Linked DNA regions of Gasterosteus aculeatus: region 1 is linked to region 2. A link is a contact called in public Hi-C data. All regions are on one chromosome and are shown on one strand. The core of a region is the stretch at or near the end of the contact, and the rest is flanking DNA. Distances in the headings are between cores, read along the strand shown. Region 1 overlaps poc1b (POC1 centriolar protein B). Region 2 holds the start of cep290 (centrosomal protein 290).

What was found. Hi-C and Micro-C count contacts between places; a contact is called where the count stands out from the background.
Region 1: a contact with region 2 is called in a Hi-C map of skeletal muscle, with 2.3 times the contacts expected there. The contact joins the enhancer-like site here to the promoter of cep290 in region 2. A contact is called at or near these places in 2 of 6 Hi-C or Micro-C datasets (skeletal muscle and tail fin).

Annotation. Positions count from the first base shown.
Region 1 is chrX:15,418,443-15,421,142 of fGasAcu3.hap1.1, forward strand. All of the region lies in intron 10 of poc1b (POC1 centriolar protein B), which reads right to left. Among protein-coding and RNA genes, the nearest start is that of cep41, 12 kb to the right of the region's middle. Within about 2 kb of position 1,274, at least 3 of the 9 cell types and tissues checked have open chromatin away from gene starts, as enhancers often do.
Region 2 is chrX:15,252,946-15,255,645 of fGasAcu3.hap1.1, forward strand. It overlaps cep290 (centrosomal protein 290), which reads right to left and starts at 1,294. Exons shown (of 52, transcript XM_078082391.1): 1 at 474-1,294; 2 at 257-334; 3 at 1-66. The coding sequence starts at 578. tmtc3 (transmembrane O-mannosyltransferase targeting cadherins 3) reads left to right here and starts at 545. Exons shown (of 14, transcript XM_040162212.2): 1 at 545-745; 2 at 2,173-2,386; 3 at 2,628-2,700. The coding sequence starts at 2,198.

The DNA of each region.
Region 1 (2,700 bases), core at 24-2,523, 170 kb after region 2:
GGCTTTGCCGGCCTTCAAGTGGATTGTTTTGGGACCGCAAGACGTTGACAGCTAGCCCCGCTGCTCATCCTGGCGGGGGCGTGTGCTTCGGGCCCGCATCTGGACAACGTGAGCAGACACTTAACGCACGCACACAATGCCTCCCCCAATGCCGTTCATCCCGTTCACCGCGAGGCCAAGGGCCTTGGGTCTAACCTCAGCTAAAAGGCCCTCCCATCACCGGTTAGCTCCGGGCTGTTGCCATGGCGAGGAGCGGTGTCTGTTCTCATCTGCTGTCGCGCTCGGCCTCCGGGAGTCTGATATAATCTCAGCCCGTCTGCACTAGGCAACCTGAATGCTCTCGCATTAAGGCGCTGACACACCAAACTAACGTCAGCAGAGCAGCAAAGGCTGACCCCTCACCTCCCGTCTTCATCGGACCGGTGTGAGGGAAAGGACACCGGCAAACATAAAAAGTGCCACAACGACAGACAAAGACCAACCATTTGGATGCTTAGTGGACCATTCTTATTACGTATCAGGTGGAGGTGGAAAAGAGTTCAGGCCAAACTCAGGAGTCCCATTAGTAATTAATTAGTAAGTCCACCGTATGCGAAGAAGCAACACATTGTCAATAAACATTACATTATGAGGTAATTGTTGCTTGCTCGAGGTGTGAGCGGAGCACCACGCGAGTAGTGAAAGACGCTTGTGTGTGTGACCGGTCAGCGAGGTTTCGTCCTCTGGAAACCCCAGAGGGACCTTTTGGGGACCAGCAAGTTCGATTCGGATTCCTGGGCTGCTGAGCGCTGATTCAGCCTTGAAAATACAATTAAACAAAACGTCCATGAAAAGTCCTTCACTGCCTGGTGTATGTATTGATGTATAAAGAGTTAGTGTTAAAATGTGGGCAATAATTGATTGGAGTTCTGACAGCCTGAGAAAGGCGGGACGTAAACGGCGGAAATCACTGGTCACTGAAGGAGGGAAATCAACCGACTGACCCTTCAGGGGTAAACTCCTCTGGTTGTAAAGAGGTCCGTGAGGAAACAACCCTGCTTCGCCCTTGTTTTATGCAAACATTGTTCTAAAAACGCCTCATTCGTCCCAAAGTCAAGGCCTCAGAAGGAGGAAGGGCGACTTTGTCGACATCTAAATACAGACACACGTTTCCATTTGCTGGAACTTTCAGTTCTTTCTTTCTTTGGCTGCGTGCTCTGTCACGTTTACATCCTGTGAGTCAGTCGGCAACTCTGGTTCCTCTAGTTTCATCACCCCTTCACGTTCCGTCCTACTACACTTCCTCTTCTTCTACTTTTCCCTCCGTTACGTGCCAAGTGGCAGCGGCGCCTCGTGTTATCTCCCTTCTCGTATCTTTGGCTTCCACCGACAGGAACCGCTTGCTGGTCATCCACAGAGACGAGGGACTATGCCCAGACACGAATGGGGAAGGCGGTGTTTCTGAATAATGGCTCTGGTTTGGTCGTTGCCACGGTAACAGAGACAGACAAATTTAGGAAGTTGCGAAATCCTTGATTGATCGTGATTCACTATGTTAAAGGCGCGTCTTGATTCGCGGTGAGCTACTTGCCGTCTTCGGGGCGAAACCTTTTCCCTTCCGGGCGCTGGGTTAGCGAGGCCGGATTTAATTCTACTGGAGGTGTGAGCCAAAAGCAAAAGGACAGACACAGATCTGAACAGTAACACGCTTGCAGATTTATGCTTTGAATGGATCACGCAGCAGAAAAGTCTCTTGTTAGCGAGGACATGAGGCCTTTCGCTGAGAACTTCAGTGACTCGTATCCCAACCAGGGGCTTTTTTCTTTGGTTTCTTTCCCACCAAAGTCTCAAGTAGAGGCGAATCCTTTCACAGCAAGGAAGTGAATGAGCGTCATTGTGGCTTTGCATGGGATTAGCCCATTTTGAAGCCCCTGAGTAAGATTTACCCACATTATTCACATTTTAATGGACATTCCCTCCCGCACATGCCGGCTCAAATCAAAATCCGCGGCAGTGAAATAAGGCGGCGGCGGGCTTAACGCCACGGAAGAAATTTCAAGGTTCATTGACCTCTCTCGAGTGCGAGTATTGTGAGAACACAACGAGTATTGACATGACAAACTGGGAAAATACATAGATTTGTCCCTTTTTGAACAAGAATGAATGGCCGTACAAAAAGCAAAGGACAGGCAGATGTGACTCTTCAAAAGGCCAGCGCAATCATTTCACATGGTGCGATAGCACTGCTCTTCATGGTCACACCGATGGCTTCCAAAAACAACAACAACAACACACTGCTGAGTTGTTCAAACAATGCAGCAATGTTCACTTTAATCCAGAAGTCCACTCCAAATGCACCCAATGTTGTCAACCGTACAAATCTGCTCCTGGTGGGCTTGATGGTAAATTCCCTCTCGATCATTAACTGATGGCCTCCAGGATAAGCGGTTTGACAATGGATGCATAAAATATTTTTACTATTTCAACCCTCAGCCATTTCTGTGCTGTATTATATATATATAAAAGTTTTGCTGCGTTGATGTGGCGGCATCTGTCGGTCAGACTGATAATTGCAACAAACAGAAACGTCTGCGTACAAGAGGACTAAAGCAATAATAACAACAACACAAATGACACAATCTAGAGCGGGTGGTTGGTTTGTCCGTACGGTAGAAACATGGACGATTATTACAAAAATAAGAGCTTTCCCCCATATTCACT
Region 2 (2,700 bases), core at 44-2,543:
TTTACCATGTTTTTCTCCAGCTTGATCAAGAATTGTGGAGCCAAAAGCAGCTTCTCGGTCTTTGATCTGACGGTTAGTGCAAAAAGTTGTTATTTTAATTGCTATGCATCAAGCAGCACATGGTAGAAATGTAATAAATACATAGTTATTATGCGCACAAAGTAAATTGTCCTTATATTTGAAATAAATGACACGTAGTAGTGGGGTTGTTGTTAAGATTTGCATGGGAGAATTTAACAATAATAATACTGGATACCTTCAACAGTGTCTGGAACAATCGGAGGACTTGAACAATGTTCTCTGGGGCTTTATCCTTCACCTCCCATTCTTCTGTCTTTGTGGTTAGAAGTGAAAAAACAGTCATCACTGCTTTGAGGTCATTACGAAAAACAGGGAAGCCTTGGTGATTTGTCACCTAAACAGAAATGCAATTAATGCTAGAACTATTCATTTGTACGGGCGGTGACATTTACCAAAACAAACATGTCGATGACCTCTTCCAACTGGGTTTTGTCAAAATCGAGGAGGCTCGCCGGGCTAATCCGCGTCACTTGATCCCACTCCAGAGTAGCAGGCATCTTGGCCGGGGCGCGCTTATAAATATTAACGCAGGAATTGAGCAGAAATGTCGCCTGAACTCAGAGGAGGAGTCAGCTAGCTCATTGAAGTTGATGAGTTACGGCCTCGCTTCTCAAAATAAGCCTCATCTTTCTATACTTGCTTGTACACCACATTGCTTCTAAAGGTAAGCTAACCTTAACTAGCGGCAGCTCACGTTAGCTGCATTTATGATAACGCTCAGAGGACATCAGGTTAAGCTAACGACATTCAGAGATCAATAACTCCGCTCGTGTTCGTGAATAAGTTCGCGAGACGCTTGTGGTTTGTGGTAATTGCTTTAACCAAATGTAGGCGAGGTTTACATCGCTCAGTAAGATAACGTTACATTGCAATGTCCCAGGTCGAACACACAGACTAACATTTCAAAGGAGTTGAGACGGCGGTAAGAAGCCATCGTTGGACTCCCGTGACGTGACGCCGTGTCTGCTAGGTTACCGTGACAACACCAGCAGTGACTCGGTCAGCTAGCTAGTCCAGCTAGTCCACAGGCATATAACTTAAAGTAAAACGAGGAGCGTGAACCCTCGCAAGCGTCTTAACCAAACTGTAAACACACAAAGGACACAGCGTTACAAAAAGGTATCGCTAAGTTGCACTTTAAGAACTTTCCTTTGGACGCATAGACCCGAGTCTGTTCCGGCTAACGTCTCATTTGCGCGGTTACCTCTGCCCCGGAAGTGATAGTAATGACACTTCCGGGCTAACGTTTTCGCAAGTGGAATGCCGCTATCTGAATCGATCCCTTCGTAGGTTTGTAACTAATTGTTCACCATTCAAAGATTCTAATGCCATCCCGCAGTCGCCGTTTGCCATTTTATAAACGCGGTAGGTAGGAAATTCAGTAAATACCTTCAAGACATCTGCGCCCACCTTATCCGGCGCAAAGACTTTTGTCAAAGCAAGTTAGCATTAGCTAGTCGCTGTACCGCTAGCTAATATTATGCTGAAAGCCAGTGGTTTGATTGCAAGATTATCAATGGTATTTGGGGCTTTTTGTGCTTTTATGTTGTCGCGGTCGAGTGATAGCAATGTGTATTTCGTCCGAATGTCCAATGCCTGCCCTTAAATAGCTATTTCATTAGGATATAAGTTCATTCACTTGCTAAGCTGTTACTATCCACCCTCCAATGCTTTTGCAGCCAGCTGGTACTGTGAAGTTAACTACCGGCTGCTATGTTTTTTCAGCCTGTGTGCTAAAATCCTCACAGGTAGTTTCACTTGTCGTGTAATTAGTCTGCCAGATGATAGTCCAGAATTCCAGACTAGAATAAAAACATGGCAATCTACTTAACCGGGTGCCAGAAAAAATGGGTGTTGGAAGTGAGGACCACCACAGATTTAAGCCACCGTAACTGTCATTGAGTAATATGACAAGGAAGCTACAAAAGAACAGTAAAAACTAAATGTGGATTACTCGCTGTAACATATTGGTGTGTGAGGTCCTTTGAAAAGCTGCATTGGTATTATGATTGAATAGTGATTGAGTCCAATCAGGAAATCCTGATTGGTGTCTGCTCATTTGAATGTTTGTCATACCTCTTTCCTGCACAGTGATCAATGACGGCTTTGGTCAGCCATGGCTGTCGTGTCATGGAAGGAGATTTTACTTTTGACTGGACTGGTGGTTGGATGTTACTGGAACAGTGTGTCGTGCGGCTTTGTCTTTGATGACGTCTCCGCAATTCTCGACAACAAGGACCTACGGCCCGCAACCCCTCTGCGCAACCTGTTCCTCAATGACTTCTGGGGAACACCCATGGCGGAGGTAATTCACGGCCCACCATGCACCTTCGGTTTATCGGTATTTGCTTACGGTTTGGCCTAGTTTAAGGGGTGGTCAGTAAGCAGTTTTATTTAGGTTACTTTGGTTCAACTTAACATGATTTTAAACGATCTGCCGTTGTTAGCGTGAGAGAAATCATTATGATCACATCACAGTCATATGATTAGCTCGAAAGCCTTTGATGTCTCTCAATCCGTCAACTGATATCTTTGTTTGACTACAGGAGAGGAGCCACAAGTCTTATCGACCGCTGACCGTTCTCACCTTCCGACTGAACTACCTCTTCAGTGAGCTGA